Regions from separate parts of the Mus musculus genome. Here regions 1, 2 and 4 are each linked to region 3. Evidence: chromatin contacts called from public capture Hi-C and promoter capture Hi-C data. All regions are on one chromosome and are shown on one strand. The core of a region is the stretch at or near the end of the contact, and the rest is flanking DNA. Distances in the headings are between cores, read along the strand shown.

Region 1 (3,405 bases), core at 456-2,955, 480 kb after region 3:
ATGTAAACTGATCGCCATTGCGGTCAGATGCTGCCCACATTAGCTAATGACCAGTAATCCTGGGAGGGGTCTCAGGGGCGGGAGAAATTCCTAAGGGTGAATTTCGATGTGGCAATGGGGACCTTTTCCCCCAGTTCTCTGTCCCTGCTGTAGCCCACCCCACCCGCAAGCACTAGCTCCCACCTTCCTGCTGCCTGTGGAGGATCCTGTTTCTTAGCAAGTCCTGTGGCCAAACTTGGATGAGAAAGGACAGAAGTGGGAGACACAGGGCATCTGGAAAGCCAGAATGCTGCAGAGGCCAGCCTGCTCCATTCCGTAAACCAGATTAATCCAGGCCTCCAGGGCGCCCCCTGTTGTTGATACATAAAACTGCACCACTCTCTCAGCTAGACTTTGGGTCAAAGACACAGGGTTGAGCTCAGACTCCAGGCGGTGGGGGGGGGGGCACACCCCACTTCTGTGTGTGCGTGTGCATGTGCAGGGCCTTGGCTATGCTAGACAAGCTCTCTACCCATGAGCTATGTCCCCAACCCTCTTCTTGTTTCTTATTTTAAGACAGGTTTTCACTGGATCAGGCTTGAATTTTTAATCCTCCTGCCTCAGTCTCCCAAGAAGCCAGGATGACAGGCCTATACCTCCAGGCCGGAAATGTCTGCATCACTCAAGGAAGGAACTACATGCCTATCTTCCCTGGGTGTATTCATTCATTCACTCATTCATTAGTTCATCCTCACTTGAACACTCCTTTCTCCTCACATTTTACGAGAGACTAGGACACAAATGTGACCTTGCCCTCACTGGACTTCTAAATAGATTGGAAACAGATCAGTGAGCCAGGATGTGCCCTGAATTCCAAAGAGTAAGCGCTCCTCTGACTGAAGTTTCTGTCAGCCATCCCTTTTTCTCTGCAGGATCTGAACCAACTCACCAGAAAAGGCCTGAGAAACAAAGCAGTCAACAATGGGGCAGCTGGGGGGGGGGCAGTTAAAGCCTAAAGGAAAATCATTTTTTGAACACCTACTACATTCCAAGAATCTTACACTGCTCTTTCTACATTCCCAAGGTTGAGTGTGCATACTCTCTTCGGACGCAAGCCAAATGAGACTCGGTGTAATAGGTTGACTAGCCCGAAGTCACATGCACCCTGTTGGTGGTGACACCTGCCTGAGTGGAGATGCTGAGGGTCAAACAACTGGATCTGGCCACAAAGTCACATGGAAGGATTGTACAGATTTGATGGTGAGTTTCCTAGCGGCCCGGGGAGAGAGGGAAATTAGACACTTTGTGAGACGTGGGGGGGGGGGGGGGCATTTCTTTAAAAAAAAAAAAAAAAGCAAAGCCCCTCCCCCATCCCTGAATGACTTGTCTTTTCTCCAATGAGATTTGATTCAGGGGAGTTCAGAGAGGACCCTAGAAGCTGGGAAATCTTTTGGCTTATATTTAAAGAGGTTGCTGGGTAAAGACCCGCGCCCCCCAGAGAAGGTCCATCGTTAGGACCTTCTTCCCCTGTGACTGAGCTTGTGGGGGCCCATAATCCACCTGTCTGTCTGTCTGTCTGTTTGTCTTTATCCACCCACCCCCACTCCCCTGCCCTAGCTCTGTCTTCCTTCTGCTTCCCCACTTTCCAAGTACTCAGATGCCAGGGTCTGAGCTAACTGGTGAAACTCAACTGCCTTTAGGAAGTGCGCTCTGTGTCAGGAGCCTGCGCACAGACCCCTGTGGCCAGGGCTGACTTCCTCCCACAGGGTCTGGGCGGGGCAGGCAGGAAGGGGCCATGACTGGTCCTCTTGGCTACCCACCAGAGCAGCAGCTGAGCTGGCAAGGCAAGCAGCTGGGCCACCTTTCCCCTGGGCTTCAGAATGGATGTGTGTCACACAGGTAAGCGATAGGTCCCAGCCACGGGCCTCAGTCCTTTCCTCCGGCAGAACAGGGAATCAAGGGCAGCCGTGCCCAGAAGGCCAGGAAAGAAAACCTCAAACTCCATGTGCAGAGGTAGGCACCGGGCTAGACTCCAGGCCTCGGGGTCCCACAGGCATCTGAGTGGTTGCTTACCTCCTGGGCTCTGCACTATGAGGTGGATGATGACAAACGAGATAAAAGATAGATAAAACAGGAGATCAAGGACGAGGGAAGAAGGAATTGGGAGTGCTCAGGCCGACGCGGCTCAGCAGAGTTCTTGGGAGTTCCAAGGAAGAGTTTTCAGGAGGGAAGGCCCCCCATAAGGGACCTGGGAAGAATGACTTCTGATGAAGGTGGATATTGTTGGTGGTGACACCTGCCTAGACCCTGTGAGGGCCCTACAGAGTCTTCTTAGCTCCTGGGGTCTGGTGACGTTTGATGGAGGCTGGGGACACTGCCTGAAGGAGTAACATTCATTCAATGAGGCCCTGGCACAGTAGGCCCTGTTCACTCAGTAACCAGGGCGGTGGGTCTGAGGGACAGAGAAAAAGGAAATGGGAGGGACAGGCTGGTGTGGTTCTCAGGGAGCAGAGAGCAGGGCTGTGGGTGGAGCCATGTCCCTGTACCCTCAGAGAGTTCTCTTGGAGTTCTGGGCTCTGAGGGACTGCAGCTGCTGGCTGTCTGGATCCCCAGGTCTATATGACTGGTTCAGAGTGACAGATTCTCCAAATGATACCTAACCCTTAACAGCCAGGCCCCACCCACCAGCACTGGGCCCCGCCCACTGGTGCTGAGCCCCGCCCACTGGTGCTGAGCCCCGCCCACTGGTGCTGAGCCCTGCTCACTGGTGCTGGGTATTCTCCAGATGCTATGCCTTGTTCTGTATTCCAGAAACCGATCAGGTTCTTCCTTCCTTCCTTTCTTTTGTTTGTTCTCTCTCTCTCTCTCTCTCTCTCTCTCTCTCTCTCTCTCTCTCTCTCTCTCTTTCTTATCCCCACCCCCTTTATTTTTAGATTTTTGGAGACAGTGTTTCTCCATGTAGCCTTGACTGTCCTGGAACTAGCTCTGTAGACCAGGTTGGCCTCAAACTCACAGAGACCTGCCTGCCTCTGCCTCCCAAGTGCTGGGATTAAAGGTGTGCACCACCACTGCACCTGGCTCCCTCAGACTCTTTCAACAGCCATTTATTTATGGTCGGGATACAGGGGGCTTTGACAGGACATAATATAAGAAGAGGCTGTGGCTCTGGCCACCAAAGATCTCCTTAATATAACCTCTCCCTTGTCTCTTTGGGTGTTGTGTGTGTGGGGGGGGGGGGGGGCGGTTGAGTTAAGTTCCACAAAGACACAGGGACTAGGCTGAGGTTCAAGGCCAACAAGAAGGCAAAGGGAGACCAGGCAAAGGGTCTCCACGGACTGCTCCATCATTCTGTTTGTTCATTATTTATTCATCCATTTTACAAACGGCCCCGTGGCATGCTTCAAAATGGCCAAAGGGGAGCTGGTT
Region 2 (3,333 bases), core at 412-2,911, 380 kb after region 3:
GAAGAGGCACAAAAGCATCCACCCATCATGGACAGGGTTAGACGGAAGAGCATATGGAAGGTTCTGGAAGGGTCAGGCTGGGGGGCAGGGTAGCTTCAAGCAGTCATGGTGGTTGCAGCTTCCTTCGGCAAGAGGGAAACTGAATCTCTGGGAGACTAAGAAAACCACTCCAAAACCACACAGCACAAGGCCAGCCTCGGGCAGAGTGAGTACAGCCCAAGAATCTCAGAGTCCCAGGCACTGTCCCCCTGAGGCTCACCCACGTATGCCCTTCGCAACCACCAGACGTTCATCTCCCTGACTCATATATGTCTCCGCTGAGGCCCTGAAAAGGTCTGTCATCCCACAGACCCAGGCTGCTCTAACTGGGTCACCTGATTTCCAGTACAGTGGTGATGCTGACGGAGGAGGAGGGTCAGCCATGAGTGACAGTCGTGTCACACTCCCTGCGTCAGACTGACCCACACATGTCACAGAGAGGTCTCACAGCACAAGAGCAGGTTCTGTGACTGACTGCTCCTTCCCTATGGGAAGATCAGGGCCTAAAGCAGCCTGTTTCCCAGGATAAAGGTTCCAGTGCTGGGGCAGTCCAAGGCCTCACAGGTCTGTGAGGTACAGGGTCGACTGAGGGAGGACGGACGGCAAGCAAGAGCTTGTCTGTCAGATCTGGTGGCCTTTGACCTCAGAGATCCTTTCTCTGGCCACCTCTCCAGAGACACACACATTCACAAAGACACACACACACACACACACACACACACACACACCACTGTTCACCTCTTGCTGTTCAGTTCAGCTGAGGAGTGTGTGAAAGAAAGGGGACCTTCAAAGGTAGTTCTGCCTTCCTCAGCCACCCACCTTGGCCCTGAAGTACTGTAAACACAGCTAACGGTGGGAAGCTCCTACCTCAGGCAGCCTCGGAGACGGAGCCCCATGCCTGGCGATGTCCTTAACCTCTCTAGCCACTCGGTAATGTCAGAGACAAATCTAAGCTAGAACTCTACCTCTGACCTCCAGCCTAGGGCCCTCAGAAACCTGTCAATCAACATAGCTGACTGGACAGCCAGGTCCCAGGGGGAGATTCCTTCTCTCTTTCTCACTAAGGAGAATTCTCCAGGCTGAGATGAACTCCACAGGCGTCAGCGTTGAATCCCACCTGTCCCATACACGCCATGCCACCTCCCAATACTGACGAGCTACAAATCTTTTCCTCCACCCTTCTGGGCTAAGACATCCCCACACAGGATCCAGGGAAGTCCCTCCTAGCGAAAATGGCACACAGCTTCCCACAGAGTAGACTGGGAAGAAGCCACTGTGCCCTGACATTGGAAGGGGTTTATTCTTAAAGGAGAAACCATGACAGCCAGGCTACCCCCTTCCCCAGGGAATCCTAAGACAAGGTTAATCATCAAAGCCCAGATACAAACTACAAAGGGAACCAAGTTAGAGATGAGCGCCCCCTCCCAGCTCCCTGTCCCTTGGGAGGACCAGCAAGAGGTAGTGGGGTGCCCAGGGCTCCCAGGGGACCACACAGGGGCATCACCTGGCTGCAACATGGAGTTGTGTCGAGATGTTCCCTGCAGTCCTGCTGGAGGTTGGGTCCACGGCCATCTCCTGCTCCGCAGCTTAGGTAGCAGACAACAGCTAGGCCAGCAACAGACTGAAACCCAAGGCGAGCCCACTTCCTGTATAGAGGATGAGGGGCAAGGCCCAATGGGAGGTGGAGAGATGGGGGGTGATGAGGTAGCCTGAAACTCCACACACACCTAGCACTGATAAGATCTCCTCCTACGCCCAGGGGCAGCCACTGAATGTGGTGGCACACACGCTCACACAGTTACTGTGGTACAGGGACCTAGCTATGCACAGAACCTGAGGGGGCAGGCCCTTCTTTGCCTACTCTTCCCCGCTACATCTCACACATGCCACCCTAACACCATCGACTTCTGCTCACGCATGAGCACACACGCGCATGCACACACACACACACACACACACACACACACACACACACACATACATATGCTCACACCCTAACACCAAAGCCACCCACAGACACATCATCCCTCTAGGACCTAGAGTCTAGGTGTCCTCTTTGCTGATCTCCATTTTAGCCATCCCCCAGCCCCCGCTACATGCTGCCCTTTACTTCAGTCTCTGAGATGCCCTTTATTTAGGCTAGCATTCAAAGGTGACTGACTGGTTTTAAGGCTTGATAAGCAGTTTGATGGCCAATGAGTGGCCCTCCTATCACTTTCTTCCTTTCCGAGTTGTAAGTTCTAATCCTTCCTCTCTCGGTGAGATAGGGTGGCAGGGTTCAGTTCACGGCTTTTATTTTTAACAATGAAGTCACGAATTTCTCCGTAAATGAATGGGTGTTTATTTACATATTGTATCACAGGACCAGGGACTCCCCGTTTCTATCTCCCCTTCATCTTGGTTTTAATGCCAGGCTTGGGGAAATATGACAAGCTTCTGCCCTCTTGTGAAAAGAAGGGAGTTGTAAGAATTCTGTTCTCTGGACATAACAGCCATTACCATCTTCATCGGGGCAGCTGTAACTGCCACAAGAGAGCCACACGATTGGACCTGCTGATGTTCATCCCCTCACAAGAAGGGAAGAGAAGTAACAGGAACCCCTCCCCTGAGGTCCAGCTTTAGCGATGTGTAACTGAACTCAGGGGTACTTACACACTAGAGAGGATAGGTTAGCCAAAGAAGAAGTGACTCCATCTATACAACTATGGGGATGCCATCATCCATGCTCAGCTGTGACTTCCCAGTAACATAGTTGCTTGGGGGGGTGGTCACCCAAACTGATGTAAGCAACCCCTTACTCCATAAATGTGCACAAGAAACTCACTAGCTCACCAAGCTAGACTTCAGTGGAGCTGTTTCTTGCTCTGTCGTTGGTGCCCTGTCTGGGATATGGAGGGACGTATGCACACACACAAAATCCCCAGGACTCTGGGGATGCTGGAGAGTGAAATCAAGAACCCTAAAAAGAGAATTGAGACAAGCCAGGAAAGGAGGTATGTGGGCTGCCATTGCTAGGGAGAGTCACCCCGGCTGTGTGACCTGGACTTGCTGAACTTCAGTTCACAAATCTGTAAAATGGGATTACTATTTTAGTTTCATTGAGGTGACAAAATTCCCAGGCAAAATCAGCTTAAAGGAGGAAAGATTTCTTGTGGCTTTTGGGTGGCCCGGCCCCTGGTGTCTTAGATCTGCCACAGTGAAACACCATGATAAGAGAACAAAGCTGCTCCCTGACTTGTCAAGCAGGAAGTGGGGAAAGGGGAGAAGGCTGAGGACAGGATATGTGTCCAAGGC
Region 3 (3,608 bases), core at 713-3,212:
CATTTGCCCTAAAATAAAAACACAGATTTTTCTCTAATTTTTCTTGGCTGCAGATCTTTTATCCCTCTAACCAAAATCCAAGGAATGCAAACAGCTGCCAGGATCATGTCCCCAAAGCAACCCTCATTCCCTTTGCTTTCTTTCTCTTTCGGCATCAAAGCTTGCCATAAATGTTTAATTACATGGAAGCTGCCTTTTCACTGAAAATGACTGGCGCTATGAAAGGCTTTTCATTTTTTAAGAGAGGCAGAATGCGTGTGTGTAAAACGGTCCCTATTAATTTCCTGATATTGACTCTCTGGCTGAGGAGGAGCACGGAGTGTTCAGCAGAGAGCACCTCTGCAGAATGTTAAAGGCAGCGCTTGGACTGAGAAAGGGTATCAAATGCAGTATGCGTCAAACAGACCATCGCTCAATGAAGTCACTTAGCTATTCAAAACATGTTCAGCCATCACTCAACCGTTTGCACCAAGAACACCGGGAGGGGGCATGTGATGGGAGCTCTTTTCCCAGACCAGTGTTTGGCTTAGTATAGGTTAGACACCCCCCAACCCCCCAGGATCACATCAGTTTTGCCCTCTCCCCCATCTGCTGGCCCCAACTCCCTGCAGCACCATCCCATGTTGAGCTTAACAAACAGTTCTGCAGTGCTCACTTCCCGATGCCACCTCAAAGGGCCTCCAGGCTTGGTTCACATCAGTGGAACACATACAAGCCTCTTTCCATACAGGGGCATATGTGTCTCTCTGTCTGTCTTCCTATAGGTGGCTTTTGCACACAGACAGATATAGCTATGCAAATTCACTCCTTCATATTAAAGTCTGTGGCTAAATGCAGCTTGTATGACCTGCAGAGTTCCCCCCTCTTGTGTTTATTAATGTATCCCAAAAGCACATGCCTTCCTCATGTCCTAGTGTCCTGGCCTTTACATTGTGGGAGCCCCTCAGCCCACAGCACATGCGGCGCACATGCCCCAATGACTCTGCAAGATCAAGACCAACAGCTGACACCCCCACCCCATTTTTTCCCATTCCACCCCTCAACCTCTCCATGCCCTCGCCTCCTGCCTGCACAGTGCTGACTCGACTTGCTTCTGGGTGACAGACATGTCACTCTGCGTGGAAGCAAATCAGCGCTCGGTCTAACCCGCAAGTGACCGCTGTTGATTAGAACTTGGGCTTGTTTCCTGTGAGAGACACATGCATTTTAGACTTCGTAAACGTTAAAAACACACACATACACACAGCCAGCCACCTCGAATGGTACGCGGGGCTCGTAGACATTACGAAATGCTCTTGAACTCGGCTTGAGCTCCTAGAATAATTAGAATCTACCAAATAAGGATTCTTAGAAACAACAGATTTCTTTTTTTAAAGGGAGACTTGCAGATGGTGCTGGGCCTGTAACTTTTGAGGAGCGAGAGAAGAGGAAGAGCATTTTTTTCTGAATCCTTCATTGCAAAAGGCTGAGCAGCACACAGGGAAGCAATTATTTTTCCCTCCTCATAGGTGGCAAAGCCAGACCCAAAGGCAAACCCTAAGGACTCCAAAGCATCCAGAGCACATCTGAACTCTACAGACAATTTCCTGTTTTCACCATACCATAGATCATTCCAATGAGGAGGTTTGGGAGGACGGGGTGGAAGCCAAAGAGTAGAGAGTGTGGGTTCTGCTTATTGATTTTCTTTCCTCTGAAACTAACCCAGTCAACCTTGATCTGCAGCGGCAGCGGCGGAGGGAGTGAAGTGGGAAAATGGTGGAATGTGGAGGGGACTTATTTGGAGGCGGGGGGGGGGGTGTGGAGGGGAGGGGCGGCGTGGGAAGGGGGAGGAGGTTGGAAATCAAATACCTTCGAGGCAGCAGGTTCTCCATAATCCGGAATGGGTCATAACTTCCTCGTTCTTCTTGCTGGTTTCATTCTCACTGACACTTTTGGTCTTGCAAACCCCTCTGGAGTACAGCCAATAGTCGGTTCCCACAGCGATGGTCATCAAGCTGAAGGCAGCGAAAGCACCAACGGTGGTTAAAAGCATTTGAACACCTCGATCAAACAGCCCCATAATTCTTCATTATATAAACACCCAACCGACTTCTGGTTCTCAGGAGCGTGTGTGTGAGGGTGCGATTGGTAATTCCACTACTAATATAATGGATATATGTGTGAATAGAGAATATGGAGAGATATAAAAAAAGGGAGATAAGAAAGCTCACGGAAAAGTGTGTAAATTATAAAGATCACACGGGAAGAGAGGCTTGCCTTTTGAGATCAAAAAACTGTTCCAGTTGCAGCGATTTTTTTAAAAAAAGGGAAAATAAATAAAAAGACACCCCCCCACCCCCCCAAGTGAGATGCCTTAATCTCTTTTCCTAAAATTCTGGTCTCCAGTTTCCATATGTGATCGCTAATTTGGAGATGGCTTCCACAGCGCGCCAGGGTACAGCCGAATTCTCAACACCATCTCTCATGGTCCGGACCTAGACAGTTAGAGACTGGAAGAGCTGGGAAGCAACCTTCGGTCTTCGTTCGCGGCTCTGCGGCCTGCGCCATGAAAATCCGTGGCTTCGCCAGTTCTCTTCCTTGGGGAGGGAGGGGGTCCTCGAGGCGCCTCCGTTTCAGAGGAGACTGCCCAGTCTTCTGCAAGCCCTCGAGCTCAGCTGCACCGGTGAGGGGGTCTCGCCTCCCATGGTTGTGCCCCGGCGGCGGTAACGGCGGCGGCGGCGGCAGCGGCAGCGGCAGCAGGGTTGGCGGGCGCGGTGGCGGCAGGACGAGCAGCCGCGGTTATTGTTGTTGGCGGCGGGGGTAGTGTCGGCGAAGTGGGGGAGGGAGGGGGTTTCTCCCGGAGAATCGAGGCGGGGTTCCCTCCCCCGATCCGCAAAGCTCCTCGGAAGCCAGCGAGCGAGCGAGCGATGGGGCGCGCTAGCCGGCGTCTTGCAGCAGGCAGGCCCGCCCGCCTCCCCCGCTCACGGCCGCGCAGCCCCGGGCCAGGCGCTCCCAGCTACAGCATCGCCGTGGTGCTGAAACGGACAGCTCACCCCGGCCGGGCTCGTCCACTTACTGCATCGCCGTAGTGCTGAAGTGGACAGCTCCCCACGACCGGGCGCTCTCACCTACAGCATCGCCGCGGTGCTGGACTGGACAGCTCTCGGAGCAGGAGCGCCCACCTACTGCGTCGCCGTGGTGCTGAACTGGACAACTCCCCCACTCTGTGCGCTCCCTGCGCTCTGTAGCCGGCCAGGAGTGGGGCCCTGGCCACGGGGCCTCTGTCGTCCGCGGACGGGCCAGGCCAGGGCCAAGCGCAGGGCTGCCTGGCCTCCCGGACTCCTGTTCCACAGTTCCGGAATGAGCGCTGGCCGGGGCCTCCTGGAGCTGGGAGGAAGGCGTAGCTGGCGATCTCTCTCTCTCTCTCTCTCTCTCTCTCTCTCTCTCTCTCTCTCTCTCCTCTTCCCTCCCCCCTTGGTGTTTCTTCCAGTTCAGCCTCCTTCTCATTCCATCTCTACGTGCCCAGAGCTTCAAATACAGTCCTCCCATCACAGTCAGATTCCCACAAAACTTCAATCAGCTGCTTCTCCTGGAAGAGATCCTGGATGGGTAATTACAAACATAGTTTC
Region 4 (3,386 bases), core at 570-3,069, 310 kb after region 3:
AAGGAGGGACAGCTTCCGAGTCAGTGAGGCAAGGCTTTGAGGTTGACTCTGCTCTCCATAGCCTCTCCCAGCACTGTCCCACAGTCCCTGAGCCTCCTTTTATCTACTGTAAGAGAGGCATGGAAAAGTAGGATCCATATCTGAGAGTCCCGGAATGAGGACGGCCCATGTGTGGGCACCACTTGAACCAGGAAAGCTCTCAGTGAACAGTACCTGCTGTCCTGGTGGCTGCCGTCATCACCCTGATCGCGATGGCACACCAAGAGTGTGGTCTTGAGAGCACGGTGCTCAATGAACTTATCTCTGATGGATGCTTTTGGTGTCTGTGGCCAGGTACTTATAACAGGGCCCTGCCTGGAGGACATCACAGGTATATGTGCAGCCCGAAGGAGGAAGATCTGACCTCCATCCTTTGCAAGGGGTTTGCCCCTCTCACCTCCCCAGTGATGGGTCAGCTTGACACAGTTTAGAATCACCTGTGAAGAGAGCTAGTGATGAATTGTCTGAATCAGGTGGGCATGACTGTAGGAGATTGTCTTGATTACATTAATTGATGTGGGAAGACACAGCCCACTGTGGGAGACACCATTCCCTAGGCTTCAGCCCAGGACGGTGTAAGAGTGGAGACAGTGAGCTGAGTACAAGCATACATTTGTTCTCTCTCTGCTCTTGATTGTGGATGTGGCTAGCTGCCTCGAGGTCCTGGAACCTAGACTTCCCTATAGCAAAGAGCTCATATGGAATTATGAGCCAAATAAACCATTTTCTTCCTACGTTAGCTTTTGGCAGGATGTTAATATTACATCAACAGAAAGTGAAACTAGGCCATCCCTAAGTCAGGTCTTTTTGTACCTGCTGTGTTGTCCTAAAAGGAACAACTGTCCTCAGGAACTCACTGAACAGTGGGGTGAGAACAGCAGTGACCATGTCCCCCAAACAGGATCCTCCCCCTCCCCTGTTTCCTCTCCATTCTGCTAGCCCAGCAATCACCTTGAATGCCAATGCTAGAGTGACCATTTCCAAACCCTAAGCCCATTCCTCCTTTGCTGAGAGCTTTGGAGCCTCCCCAGTCCTGCTGCACACCCCACACTCCCATCAAGGAAAGGCATCTGGGGGGCCTGGGCATCTCAGCATCATGGGGGAGGGGGCTATTCTAAAACTCCCCTTCCCCACTTTGTAGAGCCGATCCATGCCTCATCTCCAAGCTTCAGGTCAAGCACATATGGAAGCCAAGTGGCACCAGAGAAGCCAGTACCTGAACTTCATCTTCTGAACGTTCACTCTTTAAGCAGACTCCGTAGCATTCAGACTAGACCAAGACTGGCATCCAGAGCAACCCGGCAGGGATGCAGGAAGCTTAAAGGAGTCATATGTATGCTCACACAGCTTCTGGCACACAGAAACGTTCAGCCAGCCCTAAGCCCAACTACATATCCTCAAAGAATTTAGGAAGAGGTGGTGACTATACCTCATCCCCGTGGTCTTTGCCACACACGGGACAAAAAAGAAACACTGCTGATGTGGCTCATGCACGCATATGCACACACGCACATGCTCACACACAGGCGCGTGCGCCTATTTTTAAAAGTAGGTTCAGGTAAATATAGGAATTTCTGGAGGAAGAAAGTTCTTCTCAGGTCAGGTATTCCTCAGCTGGGGCCCCCGTACAAAGCAGAACAAATGGGGGGGGATAGCCAATGAGGAAATCACTGTTTTCGCAGGGCCTTCTGCAAACCAAGCAGTCTGGCCACACGGAGAGACCAGATGATAGATCACCAAGAAAGGCAATGTGGGGCGGGACGTGCTGTCCGAGCAACACCAGGACAAGCGCAGAGCATCCCAGCCCTGGCTCCAGACTACAGCTCCCGGCATGCCCTGCACCTGGTACTCGCCCGCGGCGTGCGGAGGGAAGGATGCAGACAACGCGGCCGGCGATGAGGATGGAGGCCGGGGAGGCAGCGCCACCGGTGGGGGCGGGCGGCCGCCCCGGGGGCGGCTGGGGCAAGTGGGTGCGGCTGAACGTGGGGGGCACGGTGTTCCTGACCACCCGCCAGACGCTGTGTCGGGAGCAGAAGTCCTTCCTCAGCCGCCTGTGTCAGGGCGAAGAGCTTCAATCGGACAGGGTGAGCCCTGAGCCCGCTGACAGGGGGGTCCTGGCCCCGCGCTCCCGGGCTGTCCCGCCTGCGCGTCCCTCGGCCTCTGGCTTTCCTAGGATTCTGAGGCGGGGAGCCGAGGCAGGAGGAGGGGGAGGAAGAGGAGCCGAGAGGAATAGCTATACCCATTGCCGTGGCAACGGGACAGCACAGGCCGCAGCCATTTAGAGCTTTGGAGAGCTGCCCCAGATCCGGGACGCTTCCTTACTGTGGAGCGCTGGGGAGGGACCAACAAACCGGGCCTGCCTTACTGCCCTGGCTGACTCTTAAAGGAGTTGATGCGGCTGCTTCTCCCCGCCCTTAGGGTGTGGGCAGCTGAAGGGTACAAGGAACTAGATGGAGGAGGCCTGGGTGTCTTGGAGCTGGGCTTAATGTAGGGAAGAGCACTGGCTTTGGAGCTATCACTTGTGGGCTCACCCTGCTCTCCTGCCAAATTCCCAAATGACCAGGGAGGAATCGGGAGGAGAGGGGAACTTCCCTGCTCTCTGACTTTGGCCTCCTAGTGTGCAAGGCCTCTGGAGTTGGCTTGTCAAAGTCCCCTGTCCCCCATTCTGTGGCCCTCTTACACTGTGCCCTTGGGTGAGTCCCCTGTCCCTTGATGTCTCCGTCTTCTGTGCTGGGTTGTCCAGATCCCAGTCCTCCCTGCAGGCTGCACTTGTCCAATCAGAGTGCAGCTTCTTTGGAAACTTGCAAACATCTAGTGAATAGTGGGGTTGGCTGGGGGTGGGGGTGGGCGCGGTACACAGCCTCCAAGAGGGAAACTTTCCTAAGAGGGAAATTCACTGGGTCCTGTGCTGAGAGAGAGGTAAGGGGCCACTCAGGAATCCGGTCACCCTCTATACTCACATCTAATCCTCTGACTATGGGAGAAAGAAGCAACGCTCCAGAGGCCAGATGATTGGCTCAAGGTCACACAGCCTGGAAAAGGCAGAGGCAGGGTTCGAACCCAGATCCTTACTGCTTTCTTCCTGCTTCCTCTCTCCCTGTAGCCATTCTTCCAGCCAGCCTGTGGTGACTTGAGTTTATGTGTGTGTGTGTGTATGTGTGTATGTGTGTGTGTGTGTGTGTGTGTTAGGAGGGGTGGGGGTGGCTGGCTTGGGGAAGCTTGCACACCCCTCACTTCCTGTGGTCATCTCCTCCACAGGATGAGACCGGGGCCTACCTCATTGACCGTGACCCCACCTACTTCGGGCCCATCCTGAATTTCCTCAGGCATGGAAAATTGGTGCTGGA

The links. Promoter capture Hi-C pulls out the DNA fragments that hold promoters and counts their contacts. Capture Hi-C pulls out chosen DNA fragments and counts their contacts.
Region 1: a capture Hi-C map of embryonic stem cells shows a contact between it and region 3, with 2.8 times the contacts expected there. The contact joins the promoter of Cyth4 here to the promoter of A730060N03Rik in region 3. A contact is called at or near these places in 3 of 39 promoter capture datasets (the 3T3-L1 cell line and liver), 2 of 484 Hi-C or Micro-C datasets (both in embryonic stem cells) and 1 of 9 other capture datasets (embryonic stem cells).
Region 2: a promoter capture Hi-C map of the C10 cell line shows a contact between it and region 3. The contact joins the promoter of Il2rb here to the promoter of A730060N03Rik in region 3. A contact is called at or near these places in 2 of 39 promoter capture datasets (the C10 cell line and embryonic stem cells) and 1 of 484 Hi-C or Micro-C datasets (bone marrow-derived macrophages).
Region 4: a contact with region 3 is called in a promoter capture Hi-C map of hippocampal neurons, with 2.3 times the contacts expected there. The contact joins the promoter of Kctd17 here to the promoter of A730060N03Rik in region 3. A contact is called at or near these places in 5 of 39 promoter capture datasets (the 3T3-L1 cell line, hematopoietic stem and progenitor cells, hippocampal neurons and 2 more), 1 of 484 Hi-C or Micro-C datasets (cerebral cortex), 2 of 115 datasets of contacts at active chromatin or transcription factors (VIP interneurons and forebrain) and 2 of 9 other capture datasets (embryonic stem cells and pancreatic islet).

What each region holds. Positions count from the first base shown.
Region 1 is chr15:78,595,342-78,598,746 of GRCm38.p6, forward strand. It overlaps Cyth4 (cytohesin 4), which reads left to right and starts at 1,706. Exons shown (of 13, transcript NM_028195.3): 1 at 1,706-1,878. The coding sequence starts at 1,860. It overlaps Gm52186 (a long non-coding RNA gene), which reads right to left. Exons shown (of 4, transcript XR_003951538.1): 4 at 3,225-3,405.
Region 2 is chr15:78,493,405-78,496,737 of GRCm38.p6, forward strand. It overlaps Il2rb (interleukin 2 receptor, beta chain), which reads right to left and starts at 1,662. Exons shown (of 10, transcript NM_008368.4): 1 at 1,544-1,662.
Region 3 is chr15:78,116,833-78,120,440 of GRCm38.p6, forward strand. It overlaps A730060N03Rik (a long non-coding RNA gene), which reads left to right and starts at 1,963. Exons shown (of 2, transcript XR_875456.2): 1 at 1,963-3,588. Cacng2 (calcium channel, voltage-dependent, gamma subunit 2) reads right to left here and starts at 2,448. Exons shown (of 4, transcript NM_007583.2): 1 at 1,849-2,448. The coding sequence starts at 2,059.
Region 4 is chr15:78,426,745-78,430,130 of GRCm38.p6, forward strand. It overlaps Kctd17 (potassium channel tetramerisation domain containing 17), which reads left to right and starts at 1,820. Exons shown (of 8, transcript NM_001289671.1): 1 at 1,820-2,123; 2 at 3,298-3,386. The coding sequence starts at 1,914.